Regions from separate parts of the Mus musculus genome. Here all the other regions are linked to region 2. A link is a contact called in public HiCAR-type and promoter capture Hi-C data. All regions are on one chromosome and are shown on one strand. Each heading gives the region's core, a stretch centred on a gene start, on an enhancer-like site or on the middle of the called end of the contact. The rest is flanking DNA. Distances are from core to core; before and after follow the strand shown.

Region 1 (3,319 bases), core at 670-3,169, 2.0 Mb after region 2:
TCAGTGTCACATAGAACCTTGGTACTTTCCCTATATTTGAGGATCCCAAACACAGAAGTCCTGTAATTTGAGAACCCTAAAAGCATACCCCCTGCTTTCTGCTTCGAATTGGGCTGCCCTACACACTAGACTTAGGAGCATTTCCTCACATTTTTCTAGTGTTATAATTTTTTTTAGCACATAACATTTTTTTGTCCTCTCCCATATTTACATTGAAGGCACTGCAGAAAGTGGCCTTTTATTAAGCTCATCTGCTAGAGATGGGTGGAAAATACCTTCAAAAGACCTTGGAAGTTTCAGGCAGGTTCAGAAAAGTAGTTCTCAAGGATTCTTTTTTAAGAGTGGTAGCTGGTAAGGATGTGTGGACACGTGATGGGCAAAAATGTAGGTAGGGTCTAGCCCTAAACAGCCTCCCACTGCTGTGGTCCTCCCCCTCCTAGTTTTTTAACTAACAATATCGTAATCCAAATTTTTCATTCTTGAATTAGACATTTCAGAGAAAACTTAAAGGACTAGCAATGTGACTTTGAGATATGAACTGCTGCTTTCGAGAAGGCTATGAAGAGGATGGAATGTGTGTCTACGATGAAACACAGGTGTTTGGCGGATTTAATGGGGTTCCAAAGATCAACCTGAGAGGGCAAACCCCGGGAGCTCTGACCGTGGTTTTCCTTGTTTTCGCAGAGGAGCGCCTGAGCTTTGACTCGGTTCTGCTCAGAGACCCAGCCCAGGCACCTAACTGTCCACCGACCGAAAATACGTTCTAAGTTCACCCCGGACCCCCCCCCCCCCCACAACTTCTTTCAAAACCTCCCCTTTAAAGGGAGCCACCGAGTGACGCCGGGGGAGTTTGCGGAAGCGCCTACCGCGTTGGGGCCCTTGGGCGGATCCCGTGATTGGAGCCGGCACCGCCCCCGGCGCCGCTTCCCCCATTGTGTGAGCTGCAAGGCAGAGGCCCCGCCCTCGCCCCGCCTCCCTGTTTCTCGGCCCCTCCCCCTCTCACCTCCCCCCCCCCCCAATCTTGGCTCATTTCCGGCCGCCGCCGCCGCTACCGCTATCCTGTAAGGAGGATTCGGCAGAGGCAAGAAACAACAGCCGCCATCTTGTTTGTGTGCTAGCCTGTGGGGGGGGTGGGGGGAGGAGGAGAGAGAGCGGAGAGGGACCGGGAGAGAGAGAGTGGGGCAAGCGGGACGCCCGGCTGAGTGCGAACTGCGCGAGCAGGGAGTGAGGAGGGTACCTGGCTGGAGAGCAGCGGCCGGGACCGAGACAGTGGTTGGGGGCCCCGGGGCGCAAAGGCTGAGGCGACCCTCAGTCCCCTCCTTGCCCGCACACACCCCCACCGCAGCCCGGGCCGGCGTCGACGCCTAAGGGGGGGAAACCATTACATAAGCCCGCGCCCCGCGGCGCCTCTGCCCGCCGTCCGAGGCGGCCCCCGAGCCGAGCCCCCGGCAGGCACCTGGCTGCCGGGGGGGTGAGGGCCAGGGAGGCGGCCGGACTGATTTCTCCTCCCCGGGCTTGCGAGTGGAGGCGGAGAAGCGCGGCGCGCGGAGAGGCCGCGTCGGTGGGCTCGGCGTCAGCGCGGGCTTGCGGGCGGACGGCCCTGCTTGGCCCGGCCCGGCCCCCCTGGCCCTTCGGGCCGGCGAGCTCCACGCTCGGCGTCGTCGCTGCTGCGCCTCTGCTTGTCCGCTGCGCGATGTGAGGCGGCCCCGGCGCCAGTCTGGCTCTCGGCTCGGCTGAGCTCAGTGTGGCCATTAGGGGCCGGTGCGGCAGCGGCGGCGCGGAGCGCAGCGGCAGGAGGAGGAGGAGGGCGGCTCTCAGGGTGGGGGCGCAGGCCCGGGAGGGGGCACCGGGAGGAGGTGAGTGTCTCTGGTCGCCTCCTCCTCTCCCCCTTTTTCGCCCCCGCCTCCTTGTGGCGATGAGAAGGAGGAGGACAGCGCCGAGGAGGAAGAAGCTGATGGCGGCGGCGGAGCTCCGAGAGACCTCGGCTGGGCAGGGGCTCGCCGTGGCGGGCTGGGGACTGCGTCTGTAGAGCTGTGAGTTCCCGAGAATTCGCTGCAGCGGACGTGCTCGTGGGATCAGTGTTGCTGTACCCTCCTCCCGGCCTGGTTTAGGCCCGGCCCCTCGCACTTGCCCCTACCATTTCTGTTGAGTCCGCATCCCTCTCCGGCCACCGCAACCAGGCGAAGAGAAAAAGGAACTTCCCCCCACCCCTGTTGGGTGGCGGCGGAGCTCCGGAGCCCACCCTTAGGAGCGGGGCGGGGACCCCGTTTCGGAGAAGAGATTTCCTCAGGATTCTCGTTTTTTTCCTCGGTTGTATCTCCGAAAGAATTAAAAATGGCCGAGAATGTGGTGGAACCCGGGCCGCCTTCAGCCAAGCGGCCTAAACTCTCATCTCCGGCCCTCTCGGCGTCCGCCAGCGATGGCACAGGTTAGTCTCGGGACTCCCGGCCTTCCATAGTTCCCTTCGTCTTTTCTGCTCGTTGCACCTTCATTCCAGGGTGCTTCTGTGTATCTCTTCCCATTTCCCCGGCCGGTGTTTAATTTTAAAGGTTTTTGAATGGACTGGTCGAAGACGTCCAGTAGCCCAACCATTTTCTTTGCCTTCTGATACATTCATTGCAACACTATGTCATGTCAGATCGTTGTGTGTTCTGGAATTAAGAGGTTGGAAGTGGGAGCTGCGGGGACCTTTATTGTTGGCTCCATGCAATTTAATTTGGGAAATGCCGGTACAATCGTGTGTGAGGGCTTTTATGCACTTTTACTATTTTTGTTACTGGTGAATGAGGGATTTCAGCTCTTTCTCCCCTGTTGCAATGAATTCTTTTTTTCTCTGCTTTCCCACCTTTAATGATTTTTGCTCCTGTGAGGCAGATTTTCTGTTGAGGAATGGGGGCGGAAGACAAATCTTGGTGTCTGCGATCCAAGGTTTTAAGTGTAACTAAAGTTCAACAAAATTTCATTCTTAGGTCCCCTCTCCCCATCCTTGCCTCAAGAGTCAGTATGGACCGCAGTTTATTTTATATCCATTTGCCATGAAACCAAAATGTCTCAAACTGCGTGTTGAGGTGTAGACCTGAGGCGTTTCCTTTGCAGTTTGTCACACTCTTACTTAGAAGGGAAAGAAAAAAGATGAAGCCTTTCTGGAATTAGGTACTTAGAAATGGGAGATAATAAGTTGAAAGACTCCCAGTCATGAACTTCCAACTAAAGTGATTGTACAAGTTTAAAAATGAACAGGAGGTTTTGTGCTTGCATGTTTGTTTTGTTTTGCTTTTTGGACCTTTGCAATTCCAGTTTACAAGATGAAGGAATTCTT
Region 2 (3,591 bases), core at 165-2,664:
GAAGCAACTGATACAAGTCTAAAACACTTCTAGAAATAACCAGTTTTCTTTTGTTTTCAATCTGTAATAATGGCCAAAACCCAATCTTTAGGAGATTTTAAGGCTAAGTCTAATAAGGATAATAATGTGGCTCCTATGTGTTATTTCCACTGGGCTTGCTTATAATCCCAAACTGCTTGGATCTTGAATAATGACCTAGGACAGAATAAAGCTTCTACAATTACGATTCCTTTACAAGGCTTATTCTGATTTTTTTTTCTTTCTACCACTGCCCTCACTTTGAACTCTGCTAACTGTTCTCTTGTTCTGATCTGTGTAGCCCAGGCTAGCTTTGAACTCCAAGCCTGACTCAGTCTCTAGTGCAGGGTGTGCCACCTCAAGGAGTTCTCTTGATTTCAACAGGCTTTGTTAGTTTCAAAAAAAAAAAAAAAAAGTCACCCGCAATTTGGATCTTTTGGAAAGCAACTCCAGCACTTCCCATTCCAATCTGATTCCACTTAACCAAAAATATAACAGAAAGGGAGTAAAACCTAGTTTAAAACCAAAAAAAGGCCTTTTCGACTCCAGTCCCTCTCTAACAGGGATGGCTAACATAGCGGAAAAGAAACGATCTCAAGCAGCTTTTCCTAGATTAAAACTTGAGCATCCGGATCCTCCCCCAGACAGACACTGCGGCCGGCCTGCAGGGATCAAATGATCAGCGAGCGGGCCAAGAGAGGCGACAAGGCTGGCCTGCCACTTCCGAGCCAGGATCGCGGTCCGCAGAGACGTCCGCCCAAGCCTGAGGCCTGCGCGCCGCCGCCATTGTACGGCGCGAGCCTCAGGGCTCTGCGGGCCACCCCGCCCCCCGCCCGCACCTCCCCCTTACCCTCCACGGTCCCTGTCACGATCCCGATCCCCAAAGCCGCCTCCACGCATGGTCCCAAACGGATAAAGATCTGGGAGCGGGGCACGGATGACCGAGCTCGGGAGGGCCTGCGGCTCGGGTCTAGTGATGACCGATGGCGGCGGCGGCGCCTCCGCTGTTGGGGCGGCGGCAGGCGCGGCGCTGTCTCGCTCCGACGCGCTGTCTCCCGTCGCAGACGCCACCGTCGCCGCCTCTCTCGTCGGAGACGGGAGCACAACTCAGAGAATCGGGGTTGTTAGGACAGTCGGGAGGTCTGGTCCCGCTCAAACCGGGCGGTGCCACGGTTGAGGCGTCTCCCTTCCTTCCCAGCAACTGCACAAAATGGCGGCGGCCGCGGAGACCGCTCCAACTTAACGCTACGCACGGCCCAGACGCTACGTAAACAGCGTCTGGAGGGCTCCGCGCGACGCCACGGACATTCTCGGAACCGCTTTACGTCGGTGACGGAGATGGGGGCCCTGGTCGGCCCACCTTAAACAAGGCAATGTGCGCAACCGGCGTAGGGTTCTCGCACCGCCAGCTCTAGAACGTTGGCTGGGGGTGGGGCGAGCCGTCGGCACGACGTCACAGTGTTGGCGTCGTTGGCCCGCCCACTATTGCGGGTCAGCGCAGTCTTCGTAGCGCATTCTGTTTCGAGAATGGACTTTTCCCGGCATTCCGAGCTCAACCCGGCGCTTGAGGCCGGCCTTGTGCAGACATAATGGTAGCACTCCACGTAGCCTTAGTCAGACTTCCGGGTCTCTGGGCAGTAGAACCCAGAGAGTCTTGAGGCCGCTTTCTTGGTTCCAACGTCCCAACGCCGTGTGCCCCAAGCTGGCCACACAGCCCGGCGCCATTTCTTTCCCGTCGCTTTTCGCCGCGCTGGCGCCGCAGCCATGTTGGATGCGTCGTGTCGCTCTCTTTCAGCGGCCAACAGCCTGGCTGGGCCAAAAGACACCCTGTGTTTCCCGCGTTTCTTACTGAGGTGCTATTTTCCGAACAAAGGGTTGGCACCTTTTCCTCTGGCCGTAGTTGACGCAGAGGCCACACCTTCCCAGAGTCCTTTCTGAGGTGGGCGCCTTGGACCTTAGCCACCATGAAAATGGGTGCCTTACCCGGGTGCCCCACTGCAGAAGCGGTGGGTTTGACAGGCTAGGATTTGCAAACCCTATCCGGGGAGGGCAGGCTGGGCTAGGCCGCCGGTGCCACCCAACTCCTAGATTGCTTTCTTTGGCTCGCCATCCCTGCGCACTGCCAAGCCACACAAACTTGGACATAGTTGCTTTACTAAATTGTGGAACTGCTGGGTTCCTTGAGACCTCTAGGCTCATTTCTACCGCCGCGGAGAATGGAGGCCGGCAGACTGGAGGCTTAGTCTTGTCTCATGTCCTGAGTGTTGCTTAGGTTAGGAAAGCCAGGAGAGTAAAGAGGCGTCTTGAGAAACGGTTCATTTGTCACTTCGGCCATGGAGAGCCAGGCATTGTGCTAGTTGCTGGGACACTGGGGATCCAACACGTTCCTTGGCACAGAGCTTTATTCTCTAGAGACGGAGAGGAGACAGATGACAAATGTGTATGTTAGACTTTTGCTGACTTGGAAAAGAAAATGGTGTTGAGGCTGTGGAACAGTGCTTGCTGACCGTGACTGAAGCCCTGGATTCAACACCCAGCACCTCCAAGAACAACAGCAAAAAAACACTAAAGGGAAGGCCATACTTTAATTCCAGCACTCGTGGGTGAATCTCTTGAGTTAAACGCCAGCTTGGTCTACCAAGTGAGTTCCAGAATAGCCAGGGTGACACAAAGAAACCCTCTCTCAAAAACCAACCAACAAACACCAAAGAAACAAAAACAAGAAAGGGGCTAGAGACAAGTTGAGGAAACGGGATGACATCGGGTGCTCTCAGAAGGCATCCCCCATCTATCAAATGACATTTGAGCTGAGGTCTCAACTAAGGTCCTTGCTGCCAAGGGGGAAGATCAATTATGCAAAGCCTGAGTCCAAGAAGATGGAAGCTACTTAAAGAGCTTGGTTTCCTTGAAGGTGAAAATGTCTGGTTTAAAGTAGCGGCATAAAGAAGGACCCCTTTGACTGCAGTGCAGAGAATCAACTGAGAGGCAGCTAAGGCAGGAACAGTTAATCTAGTGAAGGCCCAGTGTACTGTCTCTTTTCTTTAGTCTCTCTGAGTTCTAGGCCAGTCTGGTCTACATAGTAAGACAGACAGAGCTACAGTGTGAGACCCTTTGGACGTGGCTGGGTACTGAAGTCCAGGCAGGAAATGGTGGGACTTGGTGCAGGTTATTACTGCTGAGAGAAATGGTTCAGTTGTGTGGCTGGAGCCAGTGATTTGCTGGTGGTTGGAGAACCAAAGGTTAAGAGTGGTTCCTGGTGTTCCCTAGGAGACAATGGATAATGTATGGAGGTGTTAACAGTCTATACCCTAAGAAGACAAGTTAGGCACTGTGATGGTTTGTACATGCTTGGCACAGGGAATGGCACTATTAGGAAGTATGGCCCTGTTGGAGTATGTGTGTCACTGTGTTTGGGCGTGGGCTTAAGACTCTCACCCTAGCTGCCTGGAAGTCAGTATTCTCCTAGCGGCCTTCAGATGAGATGTAGAACTCTCAGCCCACCCTGCACCATGCTGCCTGGATGCTGCCATGCTCTGCCTTGATGATAATGGACTGAACCTCTGAACCTGTAAG
Region 3 (3,207 bases), core at 248-2,747, 2.1 Mb after region 2:
TGATATCCCACACCCTTTTCTGGCTTTTGTTGGCACTGGCCACACATATGGTGCACAGTCATACGTGCAAGCAAAACTCCTATAACACATTAAAAAAGTAAATAAATAAAAATTTAAAAATAAAAAGCAACGCAGAGAGGCAGGGAGCTGGGAGTGGGTCTGGGAGCCCTCACGTAGGATAAGTAAACTAATCCAGACCTGTCTGAACTTTAGATGCTTGTAAGGCCATACAATTCCTGAGAACCCAGGATGGGAAGGAGTAGTTCTATAGGGGACTCAATCCACATGTATACTCCAGTTGGCAAAAGCGTTGACTTCAGGTGTCTTCTTCAATCTCTTGCTATCCACTGTATCGCTGCTGGCTGGTCAGCAGGCCATGGGAATCCTTCTGTGTCTGCTTACCTAGTGCTGGGATCACAGGCATGCTCTGTCATGCACTGGGGGGCAAAACTCAGCTTTCCATGCTCTGGCTGTACTCACTTACAGGCTGAGTCATCTCTCCTAGATTTAAGGTTATAACATCTATCCGTATAATTTATTTGTGGATATGGGGGTTTTGCTGAATGCATATGTATGGACCATGTTAGTGCTTGGCGTCATCAGAGGCCAGAAGAGAAAGTAGGATCCACTATAACTGGGTTTATAGAATTTTGTGAGTTGTTCTGGGTTCTGGGAATCAAACCTGGTACCTCTGGAAAAGTGGCCAGTAACCACTGAACCATTTCTCCAGTCCAAGGCTTTTTTTTCCCCATTTATTTATTTAGCTTGTGTGTTTGTTTTATGTGCGTGACACAAAGGTCAGGACAACTTTGTGAGTAGCTTTTTGACTTCCAGGTTTATGTTGTGGCTCAGAGATTTGAACTCAGGTAGAAAGGCTCATGGAACAAGATCCTTCACCTACTAAACCATCTCATAAGCCCCAGCGAGCAGACGGACATAGAGTTTAAGAATATTCCTGTTCCTGTCTGAATTGAAAGAGGGATTAGGCATTTCTGCTAGGCATTCCTGTCCAAGAGCACCTTTACTTCCTACCTGGGGAGAGTGTGAATTTTTGTCTGGGGCCCCTGGGGAGAGTGCGAATTTTTGTGTGTGTGGGGGGGGGGCTGGCACGTCCAATCCCTTGTGCTCAGATGGTTTGAAATTTGACTAAGAAAGGACAAAAACAAAAAACAAAAAAACCCGCCGGGCGTGGTGGCGCATGCCTTTAATCCCAGCACTTGGGAGGCAGAGGCAGGCGGATTTCTGAGTTCGAGGCCAGCCTGGTCTACAGAGTGAGTTCTAGGACAGCCAGGACTATACAGAGAAACCCTGTCTCTGAAAAAACAACAACAAAACCCTAGAAGTACCCTTCAGGAGATTTCGCATTACTAAGGCAACGACCCTTTTCGTGCACCCAGGAGAAAACTACAACTCCCCTAATCCTCACGGCTACCCAGCCCCTCCTTAATGGAGGCGGGGCGCGGGCGAGCGCGGAACCGGCTTCCTATTTCCTGCGGCATGATTGGCCCGCAGCTCGGGCGCAGCAGCCAATGAGCACACTCTCGGAGAGCGGCGAGGGCAATATGGCTTCCTGCACCTGGTGACGGTTGAGGGAATTGAATTTGGTATCATGGAGAAACCGCGGGGCACTGAGGTAAGAGGGAAAGGGCTCAGCCCAAGCGGGAAGGGGAGCCCCAAACGCCTCGCTCGGCGGACGCGCCGTTTTAGCGATGTCTTAGTGGTGGACAGTTGCAGGATTGGTAAACTGAGGTACGGAGCTTAGCCTCGGCCAGAGGCCCCCGAGGTTCCTTTTGGTCTGGTGACGAAGGAAGGATGGCAACGCCTCCCTAGCCAGGGGCAGGGAAACTGGGCTCTGAACTTTGTCTTGGTTTCATGGTTCTGAGCTTTAGGATCGTGCGGCCTGTCCCTTCCACGCGGGAAGTGAAGGGAGGAAGATCGGAGTTGATTCCTACTCCACGCTGGGAGCGTTCACGTGCTGGTCTCCCCGTACGCTCACAGCCATCTTCTTTAGGGAGGGATTAAAACAGCCCTCTGGGTCGACACAGCTGCAAAGTGCAAGAGGTTGTCACCAAGTACGTCAGTTTCCAAAACTGCGTTACGCTTTTTCCGTGGTACCGCAGCCGGTGACCCACCGCACCTTGCATTTGAAGTCTCTTGCCGTTTCCTAGCGGTAATAATTGCTAAGCTTTATTGAGCACTGTTGAGTGTTTTACGTTTATCATCCCTTCCCAAAATATTATTAAATAGTGGTGTTGTCTTTATTTGGTGGAAACCGAGGCAGTGCATTTGACTCGCTGTGCATCGTACAGCTAGGAAGCACTAGAGATCGTATTTGAACCTTGGCCCAAAGCGTCATTCTCTTTACCTCTGTCTTGCCCAACAAGCTAGGCACGTTTTTTCCTATTACAAGCTAGGTACGTTTTTATGTAGCATTTCATCGCTACCTCACATTCTGTGAGCCAACAGCTGTCGTGGATGAGAAAATTGTCCCACAGACCTTAAGTGACTTGCCCCAGGATCAGTAGCTGATTTCAATCAGAGCTCAACTCACGGCTGTGGTCCATACCACCATACAATTAGTCATCTGACTCAAAGCCTCCTTGGGATAGCCTGGGTCTCAATTTTCTCAGTCTTTTTTTCTTTTCCCTGTTTTCCTTTAAGGAAGAAAACAGGTTTATTGGATACATTGCAAGGAGCAGTGGTCTAGGCAGCAGCAAGAGGGCCTGGCAGTCTTAAATTTGTTTCTGAGTTGAGATCATTTGGATGTACATATACAGAAGAGGGAAGAAAGAGTTTCAAATGCCTTCTAGCCCAGTAAAAATTTTTTGAGGTGCTTAGGATATTTCCACATTATTGTGTAGATCTCTGATCCCTGGCAGCGTTTTTTGACCTGATAGTGGTGTGGAAACAGTATCTTTTCAATAGATGCTGTTCTTTGAAATTGGAATTTTGCTCTGTACCCAAGCTACCAGTATGAGGGGTCTTGGTGCTGAGCAGAGGCTCAAACCAACCACAGCTTGCACTTAGCCATGTGGTCATTGGAGGAAACAGTCCATTCTCTTTTCTTATTTGTTTGTTTATTTATTTATGTGAGTACACTATAGCTGTACAGATGGTCATTGGAGGAAACAGTCCATTCTTTTTTCTTATTTGTTTGTTTGTTTATTTATTTATTTATGTGAGAACACTATAGCTGTACAGATAGAT

What was found. Promoter capture Hi-C pulls out the DNA fragments that hold promoters and counts their contacts. HiCAR-type assays count read pairs that join an accessible place to other places.
Region 1: a HiCAR-type map of astrocytes shows a contact between it and region 2, with 6 times the contacts expected there. The contact joins the promoter of Ep300 here to the promoter of Ddx17 in region 2. A contact is called at or near these places in 1 of 39 promoter capture datasets (pre-B cells) and 1 of 115 datasets of contacts at active chromatin or transcription factors (astrocytes).
Region 3: a promoter capture Hi-C map of pre-B cells shows a contact between it and region 2, with 5 times the contacts expected there. The contact joins the promoter of L3mbtl2 here to the promoter of Ddx17 in region 2. A contact is called at or near these places in 2 of 39 promoter capture datasets (hippocampal neurons and pre-B cells) and 2 of 115 datasets of contacts at active chromatin or transcription factors (astrocytes and thymic regulatory T cells).

Annotation. Positions count from the first base shown.
Region 1 is chr15:81,584,295-81,587,613 of GRCm38.p6, forward strand. It overlaps Ep300 (E1A binding protein p300), which reads left to right and starts at 1,920. Exons shown (of 31, transcript NM_177821.6): 1 at 1,920-2,428. The coding sequence starts at 2,335.
Region 2 is chr15:79,545,327-79,548,917 of GRCm38.p6, forward strand. Ddx17 (DEAD box helicase 17) reads right to left here and starts at 1,415. Exons shown (of 13, transcript NM_001040187.1): 1 at 869-1,415. The coding sequence starts at 918.
Region 3 is chr15:81,662,392-81,665,598 of GRCm38.p6, forward strand. L3mbtl2 (L3MBTL2 polycomb repressive complex 1 subunit) reads left to right here and starts at 1,498. Exons shown (of 17, transcript NM_145993.5): 1 at 1,498-1,633. The coding sequence starts at 1,610.